2 separate regions of the Gossypium arboreum genome follow, and region 2 is linked to region 1. Evidence: chromatin contacts called from public Hi-C data. All regions are on one chromosome and are shown on one strand. Each heading gives the region's core, a stretch centred on a gene start, on an enhancer-like site or on the middle of the called end of the contact. The rest is flanking DNA. Distances are from core to core; before and after follow the strand shown. Region 1 has its middle 13 kb from the start of LOC108484438. Region 2 has its middle 42 kb from the start of LOC108486442.

Region 1 (6,657 bases), core at 2,946-5,445:
GTATAGGTATATATATTTATGTATAGTATTATTTTTTATTTACTTTATTTTAATATTTTTATTATATTATATTTGTTTTTTGTATTTTAATATTATTACTATTATCATTATTATTATTAATATTAGTGTGTATTTTTATTATATATGTGTATGTATATGTATTTATTTATATATAGCATTATTCTTTGTTACTTTATTTTAATATTTTTATTATATTTGCTTTTGGGTTTCAATATTATTATTATTATTATTATTATTATTATTATTATTATTATTATTATTATTATATGTATGTATTTATATAGTAGTATTTTAATTACCTTATTTTAATATTATTATTATATTATACACTTTCCTTTTTATGTTTATTTATTTACTACTTTATTACTAATTAATTTAACTTATTAATTATTATTATCATTATCACTATTGTTATTACTTTACTATCGTAATATAATATATTATTAATATTACTTTTATTTTCATTATTATTATTATTACTATTATTCTTTATTGTCATGGTTATTATGTTTATTTTCATAGCTATTATTTTTATCACTAATATTACTATTGTTATATTTATTATTATTACTTTTATTATAATTACTATTATTATTATAGCTTTTCTTTTATATATTTACGTTTTTTATATGGTACATTAATTCTATTTTATTATTTCATTATTTATTCACTTACACTTTTATGTAATTTCAAACTTTGAAAATTTCCTATTATCCTGTATCATTGTTTTGTTTCATATAATACTTATCTATATTTATATCATTATTATTTTATCATTTTTACTTAAATTATAAGTTTGTTTACACATACTACATAATATTTGTTATTTTTATTATCATTATCATCATCATTAACATACATATATATGTGTGTATTTTTTATGTGCATATTAGTATTTTTACCATTACTACAAATACTATTTCTTTTATTATTTTATTAGAACGTTATTTTTTTATTATTGTGAATATTATTGTTATGTTTATGCTAATATTATATTTTAATGTTTTTCATTAATTGTATCATCGCTTGCATTGGTTACAATTTCCTATCGCAAATGATATTTTTTATATTTTTAATCAATTTCAAAAATAAATAAGGCAACGTACCGATTTCAACACTAAGTCGCTGATTTCATCGCTATGTTTGGTGGATATCATTGGCTCGTGTTAAAAACGAGACGTCCTTCTGAAAAACCAAAAATTTCAAATTCTCGTATTTTAATAGGATCGTAACTAAGTATTAAGTTAAACTTGTATTTTGAGAATTATGACAACCCGTGTTTAACAATATACCAATTTTGGGCGTCGCGAGGGTACTAATACCTTCCTCGTGTGTAACCGACTCCCGAACCCTATTTTTCTCTGGATTTTTGCGTAGACCCAAATTCAGCCTTCATTTTGTTCAAAACTAAATTTTTTTTTCTAAAAAAGAATGTTTATTAGGTGTCCGATCACACCTAGAAAAATGGTCTGTGGCGACTCCTTTTCTTTTTAAAACTGAAATTCCATTGTCAAATTTTCAAATAATCGCCTCAACTAGCGACCAAAGCAAAATTTTTGCGTCGCCACAGAAATTATAGGGCAATCATCAAGGTTAGGTATTCACTTGTGTTCACAAGTGTGGAAGATCAAGTGTAACAAAATAAAGGGAGGTGAGTGATGGGGATGGCAATTTAAAAATGATAGTGAATATACCATAATTAAATATTTACATATAATCAACTTACTTTTCTTGCAAATATTGATATTACATATTTAAATAGTATTTTGATTTTGATAATTAAATTATCATTTCACTAACTTTAAAGTGGATGATATATTAACTCTTAAATATTCATTATTAAAATTCATTTTTTTTGTATAATATTTAAATTTATTCTAGCTTTACTTTTTAAAATTTTATTTTATGATTTTTTTAAATTTACTCGCTACAAATTTATATAATGAATTTGAATAATCAAAGTATAATTTAACTAATTTGAATTTGAATTTTGATGTGATTGCCAAGAGTTTTTCTCTCATTTCTCTACAAAATGAGATATTTTGGCTCTTTGCCTTTACGCCATCGGTTGAGCAATACCAACCTAGTCAGCCACCATTCCACCCCCATGCCCAATAAAAACCTTCCTCTTTCGTGTGTTATTCTTCCATCTAATTGTCTTCTGGGTTTTTTTTTTTCTGGTTCTGCTCCAATTGTTAGTGGGGCGATTGTTGGGATTTTGGGGTTGAAGACGATTCTTCTTTGAGGTTCAGGTTCTCTTTGGTGAAGATGGGTGGTTTTCATGTTATGGTTTACTCCACGGATGTAAGGGTGAGCTCGATGGAGAACGAACAACAATTTGGATCTATTTTGAGCAAACGTCTGCCAATAACTATGAATATATTTTTGTGCTAGGCTACATTAAGGCTAGTGTGTGTTTTGATGTTGTTGTGTAGGGCTTGCTAATCCTTAGCAATGGTAATGCTAAGGGTAGCAGACGGTGTTCCTTTTTGTTGATGATTAGGGTTTGGTTTACACGATCATCAAAGCCAAACTAACTAATAGGCTTGAACATGTGATGTTGATTCTGAGAGATTGTTGAATTTTCTTGTCAACTTCACGTTAAGTTGCAACTGACTTTAACAATTGGAAAAGTAAAATTAGAGATTAACACAGAAGTTGGTCATGCAGTTCAAAAGGACTTTTTACATCTGCAGGGCTTTATGGAAGGAATGATTGATTATCTTTAGTACAATATATTATCTAAGTTTAATTTACTCACCAACTTGCAACCTCACTTTTGTACATTAACTAAATCATTTTCTATATTCCCCTAAAAACTTAGGGCTAGTTTAGTAATATTTTTAAAAAGTACCGTGAAAAAGTACTTTTTGAAAAGTTTGGTTTAAGATTTAAGTGTTTAGTATTATTGTCAAAAAGTAATTTTGAGGAATAAAATATCCATTTTAGACATGGTGTTATCAAGTAACAAATATGCATTTAAATAATGTTCAAATTAGTTAATGTTATTATATTTTAGTAGGAATATAAAAATATATAAAAATAATTTATTATAACTTGTTAATATTTTAATATATGAAATATAAATTTTAAATATTTTAAGCAATAAATATTAAGTATTTATAAAATTTAATTAGAATATATAAATTATTTTTAAATATTTAAATATAACCATTAAATATTTATAATTATATATTAACACATTTGTATTATTTTAAAAAAATAATTTTAACTTCTCCTTCTCAAAAGTATTTTTCAAAAAAATATTTTTGAAAAGCCAAAAAACTTGTTTAGCATAATTTATTGAAAAGTGATTTTCAAGCTGAAAGTATTTTTTTTAAGCCCTACTAAACAAGCCCTTAATTAAAAACTAAACATAAACAATTATTTGCAATGAAATTTTGCTAAAAGATGTTTCTCACGATGACCAAGATAAATACTCTCAATCTTGCACAAAATACAATAACAAGACTTTGTTTAAATGGGCATACATTAGCTTACTAAAACTTCAATTAGTGTGAAATTCAACTCCTTCAATTATGATCTAGTAGATATTTAATATGGAATCAAATAATAGAGATCTTATAAGAATAAATTTCTTTTAAAAATAAGATCTCCTCAATCATGTTAAAAGTCTTCAAAAAAAATTTTTACGCCAGTCCAATAAATTATTGCTTTAAAGATTTTTCAATTAAAAATTGCTAACTAATATGATAAGTTGCACAACAGCTGAATTGCAAAACAAAATGTTACATTTGGACATATAACTTGCATTAAGAGGGCATTGAGCTCTCATATACCATACCATCTATGATTGCTATATACCTTTTGTAGAGGTTATAAGTGAGACTCTCTTTTGCACTTATAATAATATATATATTTATTTAAAGTTTAGGGATAAATTTAACTTATTTTTATTTTACACTATAATATTTAATTTTATTATTATTATTATTTTTATACTAATTATAAATAAATATATCATTTATTCAAACTCATCTTAACATGTGCAAAAAGAGTTTTAAATTTATACTGAGATTATCGTGTTGGAATTTAAAATTAATAATAAAATAAATTCAAATTTTAAAATCTTTGTACCAACACAGCTGAGAGGAGGCCGCAATTGTGGAAATAATAGAAGCAGAGCGAAACAACTGATACGATGCGGAATCATTGAGGACCCCACGAAGCATCCCTTGGTCTAGCTGAAGGTGGGACGGGCCCAACCTTGACGGTATATTTTAAAAAGCAAAAGACAAGTGTCTGAAATGTATTCATTGATTCCAGAACCTTCAATGGTAAAAGTGACATGGAAGTGTTAAACTTTCCGTCCATCAAACACGCTCTTTAATTACTCGCATACGTAAGTTCCCTATTTAACGTGGGGTAGAGTCCATTTCACTAAAAATTCTTATTTTAAAGTTGAATCATTTAAATGTTTTATATTCTTTTGGAAATAAATTATATTAAATATTATTTTAAAAGTATAATTTTAAGTGTCAATAAAATAATACTATATAAATAAATTTTAAAGATAATAAAATATTATTATACACTATTTATATTTAGTATCTTTTTAACTTAATTTAACTTTAATTAAATCACTTAAATTAATTAATTTTTCAATTATAAAAAAACATCTTTTCTTTCTTTCTTTTTATTACAAATTTTAATCATTTTATTTTTTTCATAAGTTAATATTTTTTGAGCAATCAATTTTAAAAAATAGTAATTTTTGTATAATTTTTTTATATAATTGACACATGGATTTGGTAATTATTTTATATTGAATCCCAAACTTTAAACCTTGAACCCCAAATCTCGAGGTTCAAGGTATGGATTCATAGTTTAAGTTTTAGAGTTTAAGATTTAAGGTTCAGATTCAATGTTTAAGGGTTCTGGGTTCGGGGTTCAAGGTTACAAGTTTGGTGTTCAAAGTTTAAGGGTTTGGGGTTTTAGGTTTTTTGGATTTAGGGTTTGAGATTTTAAATTTAAGATTCATGGTTTGGGATTCAAGGTAAAAAATTACAAAATCATGTATCAATGATATGAAAAAGAATTGTTAAAATATTATTAAATAATTAGAAATAGACCATTAATAACGTGTTGGGAATAGTCCAAAAATAATTTTTTTATGGATGAATGTATAATAATAATTTTATATCTTTAAAATTTGATGATGTGGTAAAATTTTATTGGTGCCTAAAGACCTTAATTTTTAGGATCATTCTAATGTAAGTTATTCCTTCTTTTTATGGCTTAACGCTCAACTTGGTTTCTAAATTAGATTTATTTTTTCATTTTAATATGTAAATTGTTTGTTGTGCCTAATTGATACTTAAATTATAATTTTGTTATTTGATTTAGCCTCTCTTTTTTTTTAACAGTTAGGGGTGAGTATTCGATCGAATCAAATGAAGAATTTCGAGTTGACGAACCCTATTTTATCATCTTAACTCAATTTGAAATTTCTCGAATCGAGTCGAGTGAGATGGAATTCAAATAAAATATATTTATTCGAGTTAAATTTAAAAAAAATGACATTGGATCCTTGTAACTACATCACCTACCATAATCAAATTTATTATTACCTTGCATCTCCTCATAATTTATTTATTAATATTTTATATTGCTTCAATTATCTTCTAATTTTTGTCACTATATATTTTAAATTTAAAATATATTAAATATAAAAATGTGATTTTTAATAAAATTTATCTTAAAGATAAAATGTGAAATTGAAACCAACATAAAATTTTAACACAAATATTTTATGGCATCATCAATAGTTCAATTTTAACATAAATTTATAATGATTTAATATGATCAAACAATTCAAATAATATAAATTGTACAAAATGTGAAATTTAATTTAATAATATAAATAGTAGATATAAATAAAATTATTACTATTTAGATTTAGGATTTTTTATGATTTTTTATTTGGGGTAAAGAGTGAAAATTAAAAGTTTAGGGGAAAATAAAAGATTTTAGGGTTGGGGGAGTAAAATTTTGGGGGGGAAAGTAAAAAGCTTTGGGGGTTTGTGGTAAAAATATAAAATATTATAGTTTGGTATTCGGTTTATTCGGATTTAAAAATTAAACTAGATTTGAACTCAAAATTCAAAAAAAATTCGAGTTGACTAGAATAACTCGATTCATTTAACTCGAAATTCAATTTTTTTTTATTTTTTCGAGTCGACTCGAGTTTTCCTCACCCCTAGCAACAGTATTAAAGAAAATCGATTATCACGTGACGACAGTCAAAATATGTCACAAATGTGTCATGTGGCATCTTTCAACCAATCAAAATGTGCCTCGTGACACTTAAGGTTATTTCATTTACTTACAATTAATTGAACGTCTATCAATTGTTGATCGACATTGACCATAGTTGACAGGTGTTGACCACTCATTGACCAAGTTGGTCGCACTACTGGAATGTGTTACATCACCCTTCCCTTTTTGTTTTTTGTTTATAATGTATTGTTTAAAATATAAAAATCATATAATATATAAATAATTAAAAAAGCTTTAAAAGAAAAAAATCTAAAATACATAATTATAAATTTAAAAATCAAAATATTATATAAAATTGAAAAAATTCAATTTTATTTTGTTAAAAACTTTAATTTT
Region 2 (6,657 bases), core at 2,310-4,809, 36 kb before region 1:
TTGTAATTGATAGAACCATAAAAAATTGATATAAAACTTAATTTATCAGGAATTGTCATGTTAGATCATCAAGAACAAAATTAAATACGGAAGCTGTGTCATGTGATTTTGAAAACATCACACTCTTTTCTGACGATGAGATGTCAATGTCAGTAAAGTTAGTAGATGTAATTTGAGACCATAACTTTAATATATATATATATATATATATATATTTGTATATTAACATTAATTTCTAATCAACCCATCATTAATTAAAAATTAGTCACTAGAATATTTATACGTATTTGACTCAATTTTATTTAATAATTGAATCTCAATAAACTATAATTATATTCGATCAATTTTAATTTAGATTAAATTCATATGATAATAAATAATAATATGTAATTATTTTTATTATGTTATAATGATGGTAATTTAATTTTAATAATTACATAAAATTTTTCAATTAGCTCAATTGAGCAGTGCTAATTAAACTGTCAGATTTAGAAATTAATAATTCATAAAGTTATATAAAAGGAATTAATAAAATTAATAATTTAAGTTTATATGTTTATTAACAAGTAAATTATATTTTTATTTTCATAAATGCAAAAATTAAATTTTGATAAATTAAAATAAATGTAGAAACTTCTAAGGAAATTTAGTAAGTAAACCGTTGTTGGAAACTTGCAATTGCAAGACAATGGTGATGTCATATGTTTTTGAAGCGAAATCTGTCCAACCAATGAAAACAAAACATCTAATAAAGTTTGCATATGAATATGACTCCCATGTTCCCTCTTTGCTGTTACAAATTGACCTTTTTCAGGATTATATAATAAAATCAATCACTAAAATATTTATTATTAATTTAATTAGTATGTGTATTGTTGTTAATATAAGAGGACGTGAGTTAGAGTACACTAAAGAATATTATTCTCCTATTTATGGATTAAAGAGGTGTTATGGATAGTTCTAAACATTATGTCCAAAAAAACAGATATAATCTGAATTTCAAAAAATATTTACTTCCAAAAACAAGAATGGTTAAAATATTATTAGGCCATTGTGTTTAAATAATTTTTTATATTTTTATGTTTATTTTACAATTCATATTCAGAATCTCTTTTTTAAACTTTTATTACATCTAAACGGATTCTTTTAAATTTAATTTATAACCAAATAAATTTTGAATTTTACCTCAATAAACAATTGATTTTAATCAATTTTTCATTTCAATTAAGGGTTTACTTAAGTAAAGATAAACAATTAAGAATGGCTAAAATTTTTAAAAAAGGTGATTAAACTTTGTCATTATGTTTAAATAAATTTGTTGCATCTAAATAACTCTTTTAAGTTGTAATTTATACGTAAATAAATCTTAATTTTAACTTTCATTTACTAAACCCTAACCTTCAATTTACTCCTCAATAAACAATTAATATTAATCAAATATTTTTATATAATATTAAAAGTAAAAGATCTGAATTTGTATTAAATAAGTGTTTTGATAATTTTGAAATAAAAAGTTTGCTTAAATTAAAGTAAAAATGAAAAAAGACAGGAAACTTATTTGAATATTATATAGCAAAAATGAAATAACTTAAGGTCCTTTTTAAAAATTTAGCTTTTTGTAAGTTGCCAACCAGTGTTTTCCCCACCACCCACACACCAATGTTTCTTTCCTTTCACATTGACCTTACATTTTGTCTATTATATAATAATTATAACAATTTAATTTTTATATTTTAACTTCGCCATAATTATTATAAATTAATTCAAATCAGTTACAAATATCTATCAGTCGGTTGATGTTATTTTTTTAAAAAGAAAGTTGAAATCATGAGACCGAGGTAAAAATTACATTTTTTAATCCGAGTTGAAATATATTTATCATTTTAATAAAGAATTGGAAGGAGGTGGCAATAAATGATTTCCAACATCCACATTCTTAACCACACAAACATGTTGCCAATCATCACGTAATTTATCTCCTCATTACATAACTTCACTATGCGGCAATATATAAATTTAATATACGAGTTGGTCGAAATTCGAAATAAAAAACTTTAATTAATATAAGAATATTTTTTTGTAGTAATTAAAATATGATTGGAGAATTATAACAAAAGGCATGAAGGTGGTGTGAAGAATGGGCATATTAAGCAACGATATTTGCAAGGACCATCTTTAACTTTTGGAAGCTACTTGAATTTATGATCTGTCAATAAACTCCAGAATGAGCCCCCACCGACCTTTGCTTACTTTCGTGTCCTACCCTTAATCAACATGCTCTAATTCAAAATAAATAAATAAATAAACCTATTATTTATTTTCATCCAATATACGTGTGTGAGTTTGGAACTTGGAATTGATTTTGCTTCGGATGAATTTAAATGACTTATTTGAAATTTAAATCTTTTAAAATTATTTCAATTAAATTTTTTGTTAGAGGTTGTATGATTTTAATTTCGTCAAATAAATAAAATGGTAAAATAAGTAGGTTTGCGAGGACGAAAGGTCATAGCCCGCCATAAATTCCTATTAAACACAAAATTATTACGAATTTAAATTCAAATCATCATGTTTAAATAAAAATGTGTTCAACTTTAAGTCAATTAGAATATTTTTAAAATTCTGAATCATCATCATTATTTCGATTTGATTGTTTCATACTAATTTTTTATACCATGACTAATTTCATACAAGGGTTGTTATTAGCATTACAGCCACAAACATCATTAATCAAACCTGCATAGACCAGGTTCCTTATTAAGTGCGAGTTTAGCCATGTGAACTGCTGCCGGATAAAATTATTTTCAATTTTGATTGTTCAGCCCTAAGTTTAATTGCTCTACTTCATTAAAAAAAAAATCATCGAAATTAAATTATTTCAAACTCTATTCATTTTAGACTATTTAAAATAATTTCGATTTACTAGTTGAAATAATTTTTATATTCAGGATTCTATTAAATTTGCAGGTGGAATATTTGGTTATTTACTGAGTCTCAACTCTAAAGTATGGTTGAAATGTAATTTGAATTTACAATTTGAAAAAAATTCGGAGCATATCAAGACCAAACAGTAGAACCAGAAACATCCAGAATAATATTAACGATAGGGAATATGCGGCAACGATTGTTTGGCTGCAGAGAAAACGAAAGAAAATACTAAACGAAAACACAAATGCAAGAAATTAAGAAACAATATTGAAAATATATATAAATAATAAAATGTCTCGCTATAACATCAATCCATAATAATACAGAAAATAATCCAAATCCAAAACATCAGCCATCAATAATCTGTGCAACAAATAAAATAACTACCTCTCTCTCTCTCATAAATTTATATATTTATATATATATAATATAATCACTCCCTAGATCCACTACCACAGCTACTAAAATTCCAAACCAAATTCAAAATCAAATCAAAAAGAAAAAAATACATATATAAAAGAAAAACAGAGCATCATCTGAACACCAGAGATAGCCTCATTCAGATCCGAAGTCTAGATCCGAAAAGCAGAGCCACAGCGGCGGCGGCAACGGAAACAGAGACAAATGAAGGAGAGATAGAGCCGGCACCAGAGGTGGGGCTCGGAGCCGGAGCGTCGGCGGCAATGGCGGAACCCATGAGAGCGCATACAGCGACGAGAACAACCATTAGAGTAGACATTGAGGCAGCCATTGTTGTTAAAGGAATCTTAAGCGTTAAACAAAGAATGTTTTTCCTTTTTAGTTAGTAAAGCAGCAAAGAAATATGCGAGGGTTTTTGTGAGAGTGGCGAAGGTAGGGTCTAATATATATAGAGAGAGAAAGGGGCGGGTAGGTCGGGCAGCTGCCCGAGTTCCAGCCTGGAGATTTACATAATGGGTCCCCCGTTTTGAAGGTTTCCCTTAATTTCCTTTTTTGATATTTTCCTTAATTATACTGATTTACATAATGGCCCCGGTTTTTTTTTCTGATAATGACAAGGTGCGAATATCTTTGTCCATATCAGGGATCGAGCTGGTTTTTAGTTGGAATATTTGATTTAAAAGTTTCAAGTTTTTTTTTTTTAAAGAAAACTTATAATTTATTTTGAATTATTTTTTTAGGGTTAATTTTGGTTTTGGATTTTTAGTTGGAATATTTGATTTAATTCTTTTTTACCACACTTACTTTTATTTCATCCATCTTTGATTTTTCACTCAATCTAAACTCAACTCCTTAACACATTTAATTTCTTTTTACCTTGAAATCAATATCTGAAAGGTTTAAATCTGTTAAGATTATCGTAATTTTCTTAAATTTAAGATTTAATTTTCATATTTTAATTTAAAGTTTAAAAAATATGAAAAACATTTTAAAATATGAAAATATAAAAATTTTGAAAAATCCAAAAGATGTGTTTTTTACCCTGTGAATAGTAGTTTTTTAAATTTTGAATCTAATTATATATAAAAATATTTTTATGTAAATTTAATTATAAAATATATAAAATATTAGTATTAAAAAACTTCTTTATGTATAAAAATTACGTGCGGGATAGCTCCCTCAGTGGACCTTGGTGAACTCATGTTCAGCTTACTTTTCCACCAAAATTTTCATTTTTGGGAACTTACGTTCCCAAAACCGCGCTTTTGTCATCAAAATTAAATGTACCTGTAACATCCAGGAATCCATTATCAAGCAGAAAAAACCCATTCATGATCAATCTCCACATCATGGTGAATCATTTTTTTGGAAATAGAATCTGATCCAAATGGAGAGTTAATATAGGAAATGAGGTGAAGGGTGGGGGTGAAATTATTGGATCATAAAAGATGACTTTAAATGAAGTTTTACGTGGAATTTTCAGTGATGAGAGCAAAGACCGCCAAAACAAATGGTCTCCTCTAGCTCTTTAGAGTGAAAGATTAAACCTTTCAACAAAGAAGAGATATGATTGCTTTCAATTTTAGGATATTTCTCTTTAATTCCCTGAAGGGTTTTTATTTTTATTTTTATCAACGATTGAAAAGTTCAACAGTTTGATTAAATATGAAGTATGTACATGCATTTACAACTTGTTGGCACAATTGCTTATAATATTTATGTTGGAAAAAATTCTGGACAATATGTCGAATGTAAAAAACATCATACGCATGTGGCTTGGCCCAACCATTCTTCAATGACTGACGCTACATACATCTACAACCATTGAAGGAAATGCTTTTCGCGCCTCCTGCTTCACCAGAGCAGATGCAAGCGGAATGGTTTTCCTTGCCCCACCTTGGGAAACAACAACGATAAGCTTCTCATTGTACCAACCATACAAGAAAGTGCAATCTACTTTGACAATAGGTTTGCATTGTTTAAACCCTTCATCAAGTGGCCTGAATAACCAAAAGGACGATGCAAGAATCGTGCCCCCTGAACTATATTATTAGCATCATAAGTGGGAATTGTTTCTATATCGAATTTCATAACTCCCCAATTATGTAGGTGGTTGTAAGATTCCTCCCAGTCGCCGTAAAATCATTCTGTGGCCTTTTATTCGTACTTCCATGCTTTTTTGTTGACTGTATAATGGAATTCGTTTAAGATCTCAACAAGCAATACTGAAACGATTATCAAAGGATCTACTTTGACTAGTGAAATAATGGTATTGCATATAACACTGGCATCCAACATTGGATGATTCTGCAATATCGTGCTTGCAAGATGATTCTGCAATATCGTGCTTGCAACGCATGTATGTAAGCCATTATACTTATGGATAATCAACATATGTTTGCTCTTGATAAAGGCTACCTGAATCAACCATATGCAGTCATTCTAAAATTTTATGCATTTACATGCATGAACATATCGTTTAAACTCCTTTACCTTGTAGTCCACTGAGTTCATTATGTTATACTCCTTAATTTTGTTATGCACAACTACCCTTTGTTTGGAACATCTGCCCAAGCACGAGTTCACCGTTGTTATCGACCGGTGGGTAATTCAATTCCAACAGTTCATAGGCATATTTAGGCAATTCACGTCTACGGTTGTATACACCCAACTTATGAGAGTTGATTGGGGGCTCGTACGCTCTACTGTTGCGACTGCGTTGGGCCAGAACAATTGGTTGATCTTCATGCTCTGTATTAGATAGTCTTACACCTTCTGCATCTACTTCTTCTTGTGCTTGGACTTCTACTTTGACTTCGGCTTCAATGTAGTCACTAATGTTGTCAACTCCAAGTATTAGTTCTGGTTATGGTCAAATGAGTTCGCATGGGTTCTTTCTCCTAGAAAATCATTACATTGTCTCATGATATAAGTTTCAGGCATTTGTGGATGATGTTGGTGTTGGAAAAATATGTTTAGAAACCTTGTGATATTTATAAGATTAAACTCTTTAATTGAAATTATACCTATGTTTTGTATGAAGTGGTTTACGTCGATTCTGACTTACTACAAAATGTCCTTCTTCACTATATTTGAACCTCGAATAACTTTAAGTGTGAGCTTAAACAAAATGAACCAACCACACATAGTGAAAGCTTCTCTTAACTTTTAATAGGAAAGTTAATTCTCTTTAAAATTAGAAACTATGAGTTTTTTCCAAAAAAATAGAATTTATTCTGTAAAATAAATTGTCACTAATTTTTGACATAGTAATGGTGCTCTCAAAGTTATATAAATAGCTTAACTCAT

Evidence for each region. A called contact is a pair of places that touch in the nucleus more often than the background predicts.
Region 2: a contact with region 1 is called in a Hi-C map of leaf, with 2.1 times the contacts expected there. The contact joins two enhancer-like sites. A contact is called at or near these places in 2 of 5 Hi-C or Micro-C datasets (both in leaf).

What each region holds. Positions count from the first base shown.
Region 1 is chr6:108,751,634-108,758,290 of ASM2569848v2, reverse strand. No RefSeq gene overlaps it. Among protein-coding and RNA genes, the nearest start is that of LOC108484438, 13 kb to the right of the region's middle. Within about 2 kb of position 4,195, at least 1 of the 2 cell types and tissues checked has an H3K27ac peak or open chromatin away from gene starts, as enhancers often do. A contact at or near this core is called in leaf, where this site is marked.
Region 2 is chr6:108,786,578-108,793,234 of ASM2569848v2, reverse strand. No RefSeq gene overlaps it. Among protein-coding and RNA genes, the nearest start is that of LOC108486442, 42 kb to the left of the region's middle. Within about 2 kb of position 3,559, at least 2 of the 2 cell types and tissues checked have an H3K27ac peak or open chromatin away from gene starts, as enhancers often do. A contact at or near this core is called in leaf, where this site is marked.